Linked DNA regions of Mus musculus: region 1 is linked to region 2. The links are chromatin contacts, called in public HiChIP or PLAC-seq maps. All regions are on one chromosome and are shown on one strand. The core of a region is the stretch at or near the end of the contact, and the rest is flanking DNA. Distances in the headings are between cores, read along the strand shown. Region 1 has its middle 34 kb from the start of Olfr24. Region 2 holds the start of Zfp558 (zinc finger protein 558).

Region 1 (4,347 bases), core at 1,307-3,806, 250 kb after region 2:
CGCAGGGATTGAACTCAGTTGCTTAGGGTTAATGGCAGGTGCTTTTGCCTGCTGTGCCATCTCATAGTACCTGGGATTTTCTTCCTCTTTTTCAGTACACTATCTCAGGTAGACCTGGTTGGCTTCAAATTTACTGTGTAGCCCAAGGTGAACTTGAACTTCTAATTCTCTAGCCTGTACTTCGAGTGTTACAATTATAGGTATTTGCTATTACACTGATAGCAAATTCTGTGTCCTCTCTGAGGAATGATTTGGTTTTACCGAAGGCAGCTACCCTGACAAGGGCCAATAATCTCTCAAGTTATCCCATTTCATAACATGCACATTTACCCAACCCTTAGCTGACTCTATTCTGCCCTTCCTCTTCACATAGGTGAGCCATCTCCTCATACTGTGAGGTACAGTTCCTACCAATGAGGTGAGACAGTCATCACCTACCTGCATTAGGAATAAAAGGCAGAAGTCACTTGGCCACAAGTGCTGCTTGTTTGGCTGGTTTGGATTCTAGCACACAAGTTTTACAAAAATAATGTCCACATATTTTTTACAAAAAGAAAGTGTCTTGCTTGGTTACATTCATTTTGTGTTTCTTTGAGGCATAGTGCAGTTACTGTATTAGAACAGAATACTTCATTTTCTACTCTTAAATCCTTCCTTCTCTTTCCTCTCTTCATTCTTGTGTTACCTCTCCTGTATTTTCTATTCTGTGCTCCTTCATGCCTGGGTACTGAGCCTAGGGACTCATGCCTATTACAGAAGCAGTCTACCTTTTCTGGGAAAGTGAAAATGGTGTAGAGAGGAAGCAGGGCAGGGTTTCCTTAGAGGGCTGCTTCCTTTCTCATGGGAAAAGATGGAAAAGGTCTCCTCAGGAACAAATATCTGGGCTCATTCCTAATGGCCACGAGGATCATGATTCCACACTGAACTGCATCCCCAGGCCCTTGTCATCACCCTTTCTTCCAGTCATGGTATATTTGCCTCTGTGTCTCTTCCTCAATATTTCCCAGTCCCTGGCCTCCCTTACCTTTCCCCCAGTTTTTCCTCTTCTGCCTTTTGTTCTTTCTGCATTTTTTTCTTTGCCCACTTCACATAGAGTTGAATTATGTTTTCTCCTTTCTTGATTTCTTTCCTTCACTGCCTATCTCCAGTTATTTTTAATATTTGTTTCTCTCAAGATCTCACTCTCTCCAAGTTGTTCTTTCACCTGATTTTCTCCTCTCTATCATTCTCTCCCATTCCATCATATCCCCTGTTCTCTCCAGGATCTATTCACTTTCTCTTTTAGTCTCTGTAAATATCTCTCAACACCTCTCTTTCCCTTTTAAAATATTCCCTCTTGTCTTTTCCATCTTTCTGCTCCTTTTCTGCATCTCGTCCCTTTACCTCTCTAGCTAACCACTCTCCCATTTGCATGTTTTCTTTCATATAGATATCTTTGTTCCCCCTTCCCCTCTTTCTTCTCACTGTCTTTATCCTATACTGTGTTATCTTCTCTCCTCTCTTTCTTTCTTTTTCTTCCCTCTCCTCCCCTTTTTCTCTTCTGCACTGCTCTTTCATAACAAGCTTCCCTAGGCCTTGTGTGCTGTGGGAATCATCCTGTCTTGTGTACACCTTCTATTATTTGTCTCTGCTTCCACCGAAACTTGAGCCCTGAGGCACTGGAGGCCTGGACATTATAAAAGACTTCCTGGCAGCCTAGCTCTGACTGAACCCTAGCACAAACTGACACCCACTAATCCCTCCCAGACATGCCTGGTCACAGGGTCTGTTGGGCCTAGTTTATAACTCAGCCAGAAAATCAGCTTTATGTGAACCAAGGCCCTATGGGCCAGTGGTTTCCCGAGTTGGTCTCTGGAATGCCAGGGATATTTTTCATTGAGGACTGGTAGGTATCAGCAGAAGGTGAGGGGAGTCAACCAAAGTAGGCTCAGTTCAGTTTTGCCAGACTCCAGTTCTTCACAAACCTAAACGATATTGCACAGCAATTTGTCAGGCTTTTCCTAACTCAGAGGTTCCCTGACCAGACCCCCAAAGCCCTGTGAGGTTCTTACCCCCTCTCCAGGTCACGAAATTCTTGGAGCATTGAGAATCTACCATGGCTAACCGCCTTTAGAATACTCCTAGATCTTATAGCATAGGGATGGATGCTCCCTCCTAACATCTGGGCTCATTTTCTTCTTTCCCAAAATCCAGGTTCACCAGAGGCAGCAAAATAAGACACTCCACCAGTCATGCTTGTCACTTCAAACTTATACCATTTTTTAAGGGAAGCTCAAAAAGCTCCTTCTTAGTGGGTTTCAGCACAGGAAGCTCAATTATCTGCTCAAATCTGTCCATCGCACTCTGATAATGGCTATACCTCGCCCCAGTTTTGAAACTTTCAATTTTGAGGTTCTGACTGATCTAAACAACTTTCTCAAAGGAAACAGCAGAGGATCTGAGGAACACCCTCTCACCCCCTGTTCCCCAGCTCATTTTAACCTCTCATCCCTGCCATTCAGCTCTAGTTTCCATCCTGGCCTAGAGCCCAAATTTAACACAAAAGAAAACTGGAGATACAATCTACACTGGGTCCTAACGTCTGCCTGCCTGCCTGCCTGTCGGCCTGCTATTTCTGCTAGGTCTCGAGCACTCTCTCCTGATTTATGGGAGCTAGGGTGGTCTTTTTGTTGCTGGGGCTTATTTACTTCCCGCAGCTGTTTGCTTTTGTTTCTATGGTTCAATTTCCTGCTAGGCTTTTCAAGTGGTCTGTCCCCCCCACCCCTCATCTGCAGAAACACACAAACAGGGCATAGAGATGTAGATCACCCAGTGCAGTCCCAGGGACATGGGGATGTCTTTGTGTATAAAAAAAGTCATAGCCTGTTTTACATTACTAAGAAGTTCCCCCACCCCAATCCGGAAAGACTTTATGTACTTAAAAAAAGCTAAAAAAGCATAGCACTTCTAACACAGGCTTCTATTGTTTATGTTATGTTATGTTATGTTATGAGGCCTATGTACTTTAAAACAGCTAAGATGTAAACTACTTCTAATAGAAACTATTATTTATCATATCTCATGGTACAATCAGCTAAATAATTAAGTAATAAAATTGCTTATACTTAAAAATGACAGAAGAAACCCTCTGTCCAAAATTCCTCAGCAATAACTCCAACTTCATAGTTGTAATAGGGCTTCCTCAGCTAACTTCTGTTAGATGTTGTAAACATAAATTTTATAATGATTACGATGCAGAAACTTGACATGCTACACATGTAGCATGTTATAACAGTGGTCCTACAATTTCTGTAATGTTTACCGGGAGGATGGCAAGGCTAATGGTTTTACACTATTTACACAGGAAATAATTTGTAGCATCACACTGTGCATGTAATCTGGGTTCCGCCTTCTCTTGTTAAGGTAATGCTGCATGCCTTCTAAACTAAACAATGGCCATTGTCAGAACTTTGTGTCTGTTTAAACAATTACAACTGAACTGAACGAATTACAGTTAACGTTCTTTCAAATGAGGAGATAGACAAGATCATTAGCACTTCACTGAGTATCCTGGCATTCCTCCCTACTGGTTGTATGTAATTATGACCTAATTATGTAAGACCTCAAGGTTTTCTGAGTGTATAGGCTAAAACTTAAAAATGGCAAGGAAGTCCACCTGTATGTACAACAACAACAACAAAAACCCGTTATATATACTAAGTAAAGGCCCCAAATATTGCTTAATGCCTTTCATTAAATCTTTTCTTACAAAATATGATGATGAGTTTTATTTGTTACTCTTATGTCTCATGGTATTTTTGAAAAATTAAAAAAATATATGAAACTGGGATGGGTAGGTGTGTGAGGGGGTAGGTGGGATGGGAGGGAGAGCACCCTCTCAGAGGCAATGGGGAGGGGAAGGGGGGTGGAAAACTCTTGGAGGGGGCACTGGTAAGGAGGACAACATTTTGATTGAAAATAAATAAAACAATTTAAAAATGTATAAGGAAGTTAGAATGGATAAATGCAATTATGAGTATAAAACTCTGTAAATACTCATTTCTGCTTAATATAAAACCTGCAACATTGACAAAAATGTTAGTAGTCAAAAATGTATGTACAAGTAAACTAACTTGCTGCAACATAGCTCATATTAATTCCTAAGGTACAATGGTCAATTTATGTTATCAAAATCTCACTTAAAGATGTATATTTAATCACTTATATTTCTGCATTTGTTAAATGCTAGGTACTAAAATAAACAAACAAACAACAAGCTAGAGGCAAATAAAAACTGATATTTTGTAAGAGCACACTGTAAAAGGATATGTGCTGTATTAATGACTTAAAGTTTATTTTCATACTAAA
Region 2 (4,614 bases), core at 1,592-4,091:
TACTCCCCCACTCCCGCCTTTCTCTGTCTCTACTCCCTCTCTCAACTCCCCTTCCCATGCCCTGAATGAACTCTATACTATACCATGGTGTGGCTGGTCCTCAGGGGGAAGGAAATCCTCATCAAGGGCCCACAGAGGCCCCCCTTTACCCCACACCTTACCGCCCCTCCACCAAAATATATTCCTTCTCTCCTTATTTTTTTATAAAACCCAACAATGATGAGGTAGCAGAGGCACAGACTACTGTCCCTGGACACTATCTCTCGTCTGTCCCATGAACATAATCACAAAAGACCACAGGCTTTGCTGAGGACACATAGAAAAGCTTTCTCATACACATCTGGCCATAGCTCTTATGAAACAAATCTGTTAGCATTCAATTTTTTCTCTTTCAAACCCATTTTTATTAATTATCTCAATGATATCCAAATATCAAAAGACTAGGGTAAGATAACTGACTGTATTTATAATAGCAAATAATTAAAATAATCATAAATGGGTCTGGGGAGATAGCTTAGGAGGTAAAGGCACTTGCTGTCAAACCTTACAACTTCTCTTTATCCCAGAAATCCACATGGTAGAAGATAAGAATTAGCAAGCAGTCCTCTTACCAGATACTATGGCACATAATATCCACACATAAAAATAAATGTAATATAATAAACACAGGCCATATAGTAGTAGTAAACCAACTTTCCAAGTTTTCATACTTTGCAGAAGAATTCTGAAGATGTAAGAAAGGTAAAATACTTGAGTTTGGAGAATATCCTGGGCTATACAAATTGAAATATACAAGGAGGAAGGAGAGGCAGAGGCAGGTGGATCTCTGAGTTCCAGGCCAACCTGATCTACAAAGTGAGTTCCAGGACAGCCAGGGCTACACAGAGAAACCCTGTCTCAAAAAAACCAAAAAAAAAAAAAAAAAAAAAAACCAAACAAAAAAACCCAATGTCTTTAGTGTCTTTTTTCTTAGAATGTACACTCCATGACAGGACAAAAATCTGTTTTGGGCTTCATGCATTAGACCAGGGTCCAGCTCATGAAAGTGACCAACTATCCCAGATTGTCTGGACTTCTCTGAATCCTCAATGTCCTCTGCTCTAGAAAATTCTTCAGCCTTGAATAAAATGAGCGTCTTGATCATCCTAACCTGTGTAATAATGAATTTCATTACACAATTACCAAATATTCCTGTAATATAATTACAGGAAAGCTAAAATAAAAAAAAAACGCCATGAGTAGGAATGCACCTCAGTAGTAGAGCATCGGCCTAACTGGTGCACAACAAGTGTTTGGTCCCCAGATTTTCATAAAAGAAATCAAATACATACAGCTAATAAATACCTCCTGTATTACGAAAAAAATCATACTGCTATTTCAGAAATTCAGAATGCTCAATTCCTATTAGGAAGAAAGGTAGCGCTGGGTGGTGGTGGCGGCGGTGCACGCCTTTAATCCCAGCACTTGGGAGGCAGAGGCAGGCGGATTTCTGAGTTCGAGACCAGCCTGGTCTACAAAGTGAGTTCCAGGACAGCCAGGACTACAAAGAGAAACCCTGTCTCAGAAAAAAAAAAAAAAAAAGAAAGGAAGGAAGGAAGGAGACTACCTTGTTCTTTGATACTCTTCTAAATATTTTCAATCTTATAAACATCTAGTAGCTACTCAATTTTTAAAATTTCTGCTCCTAATGTAAGGACACTCAAGACATCATTTTCATATATGCCTTTGTATTCTAAAACGTCATGACAATTTGCAGGTTTTTAGGAGTCACATGGAATGCGCTTGAAGAGTGCCACTGAGTACTTCTAACATTTACTTCAGACTTGTAAGTACTAAAAATAGACACAAATATTTCATATATTTGTACTTAATATAATATTCTGAAAATTTTGGTATAAGTATACAAAAAATTCTGCATTTATATGCTTATTCATGGCTAATTACTTTTATTTTGTGTAATTTGCATTTAACTATATTTACTTTTCACACACCTTTGTATCCATCCCTTGAATATAACCCATCAAATATTAATACAGCTTCTTGAGATAACCCTCATTTTAAACAGGTTGCAATCTTAGAATTACAACCTGTTACAAGCAGAAGAAAAGGAGTTCTACACTGCAGGATCAGGTGGAACCCCATTGTTTCATATTCCACATCGTACTCACCTGGTTACATGAAATTAATAGATTAATGAGGGCAGGTGGACATTCAGGCGTTTTCAACACAACATTGAGGGTCCAACACAAGTTTGAGTTTGCATGATGTTTTTCTTGTCTGGAAAATAAGGCACAAAGATTGATGAGTCCTTTTATGGAAAGCATTCAAACTGTGACAGAAAAAAACAAAACCTTTCATTGCCCCTCGCCACGTGTATCTACACAGTTAACGTGTAATAATAGCCCAGGTTTTGGCTGTGTAAAAGGAATTACCTAATATCTATGCAGGCACAAACTCAGCAGAAGCTGGAATGATGTGTCTATTCAATTGCTCAATGTATTGACTAGAGAGAGCTCTTTTGGTGATTTCCACGTGCAGTAAACGTAGAGGTCCTAAAGGTGATGGGGCTGAATGAACTTCACAGAGCTGGAAGGATTTCCACCCTCAGCACATGTGCTAATTCGCCCTGAACGCACCTTGCAGCTCAGGAGATAGAACAGGACCCGCTGGCTGACCATCCCTCAGCTCGCCTGCCACGCCCCCCTCTGTGAGAACAAAAAGCATTCCCAGGGCTGCGAGCTGGAAGAGCTCGGGTTTTATCGCTGGCTGCGGAAGCAGCCTGGGGCTTTCGGGAGGTAGCAGGAGTCCAGGGCCACTAGGCAGAGGGCGCTCCCGGCTGGCGCTCTTTCTCAACTCGACTAAAAACCCGTGTACACACACCGAGTCGCCCTTCCCAGCCGCCGAAGACGCCCACCCCAAGATCGACCACATCCGCTGCGCTGACTCCTCCTTCAGTTCCGCCCCGCGCTTCCACTTCCGGCCCTGAGCGCCGCCTCGAGGTTCACTTCCGCCCAAAAGTTTGTCCGGGTTTTAGGGCAGATTACACGTCTGTGGTCCCCTTCGTATTGTACGTGTTCTTCCCAGTTTGTTTAGTGACTGTGTACATAGTTGGATTTTGGGATAGGTCAGCTAAAGAGACCAGGGCGACCCTGGGAACTGTAAGAGGACGGACTATGGTAGAACCTGGAAGCGCAAGCTTGGGGGAGCTTGTGTAATAGCTGGGAAAAAGTTCTGAGGAAGTGGCTAGGGTGAGGATTAGTTCTGGGGCAGGTGGGCAGAGATAAAGTCATGAGTGAACGGAGTTGACAAGGGGTGGAGATTAGTTTCAGGGGTGGACATATGGAATAGTGTATGGTATGAAGTATGATTGCTACTGTCCCAAGGAATTTGAGAGGCTGGTTACTGGGATAGGAATATGGATGGGATGTTGTGAGTCCTGTGGTCCTACGGAATATAAAAGATCACCCCCAGGGGTGGAACTGGAGGTAACCCTCCTTGGATCATGTCAGAATGCCGTCTATGAAGTGAAAATGTGTAAGAAGAATTCTGACTGCCAGTGAGAGAGCCAGGCAAGAGTCCTGTGACCTCTAAGTACAAAATCGTTCTTGGAATGGGGATTCCTGTCCCTCCAGGGTGTAGTAAATAGGAACGGGTGTACTTCAGATTGTCTTACTAGTCAGAAGATGTCTTCAAGCACATGCTGTCCTTAGGACTGTATGCAGTTCTTAACCTGTGGGTCATGACCCCTTGTGGAGTAGGAGGTTAAATGACTTTCACTGAGATCTCCTAAGACTGTAAGAAAACAGGTATTTACATTACTATAACAATGGCAAAATTATCTGGGCAGTGCTGGTGCATTCCTTTAATCCCAGCACCTTGGGAGGCAGAGGAAGGCGGATTTCTGAGTTGGCTGCCAGCCTGGTCTACAGAGTGAGTGTCAGGACAGCCAGGGCTACACAGAGAAACCCTGTCTCGAAAAAACAAAACAAACAAACAAACAAAAAAAACCCACCAAACCAAACAAACAGAACAAAACAAAAACAAACAAACAAACAAAACAATGGCAAAATTATAGTCATGACGTAGCAACGAAAATAATTTTATGGTTGGTGGTCACCATAGCATGAGGAACTGTATTACAGGGTCACAGTTACATTAGGAAGGTAGAGAACCATTGATATACAGCTCATGGTAAACTCACGAGAACGGGTCTTGCCTTTGTGACTCTGTACAGCTTTAATTCGCATGAGCCTTTTTCTTTTCTTGATGAAAGGCATTCTAACAGGAAGATAAAGATTCCTGCTATGCTATTGGGTATATACTACAAGAAAAAAAAAGTCAGTGTTCTAATTTGATTTCTACTACTGTGATAGAACATTCTGGCAAAAAAAAAAAAAAAAGAAAAAAGAAAAGAAAAGAAAAGAAAAACAAGAAAGAAAACAAAAGCCCCCTGAGGAAGGAAGGAAGGAAGGGCATCCTAATCACAGTTCATCGCTGAGAGAAGTCTGGGCAGGAGAACTAAAACAGGAGATGTAGAGAACACTGCTTACTGTATTAAAACCTTAGGTTGTTTAGCTTACTTTCTCATACATCCCAAGATTTCTTCCTCAGAAT

The links. HiChIP or PLAC-seq counts read pairs in DNA pulled down with a chosen protein or histone mark.
Region 1: a contact with region 2 is called in an H3K27ac HiChIP or PLAC-seq map of embryonic stem cells, with 3 times the contacts expected there. The contact joins the enhancer-like site here to the promoter of Zfp558 in region 2. A contact is called at or near these places in 6 of 39 promoter capture datasets (the HPC-7 cell line, cranial neural crest, embryonic stem cells and 1 more), 1 of 484 Hi-C or Micro-C datasets (embryonic stem cells), 8 of 115 datasets of contacts at active chromatin or transcription factors (all in embryonic stem cells) and 1 of 9 other capture datasets (adipose tissue).

The regions. Positions count from the first base shown.
Region 1 is chr9:18,719,460-18,723,806 of GRCm38.p6, forward strand. No RefSeq gene overlaps it. Among named protein-coding and RNA genes, the nearest start is that of Olfr24, 34 kb to the right of the region's middle. Within about 2 kb of position 2,557, at least 50 of the 459 cell types and tissues checked have an H3K27ac peak or open chromatin away from gene starts, as enhancers often do. A contact at or near this core is called in embryonic stem cells, where this site is marked.
Region 2 is chr9:18,470,718-18,475,331 of GRCm38.p6, forward strand. It overlaps Zfp558 (zinc finger protein 558), which reads right to left and starts at 2,842. Exons shown (of 8, transcript NM_028935.1): 1 at 2,637-2,842; 2 at 2,169-2,277.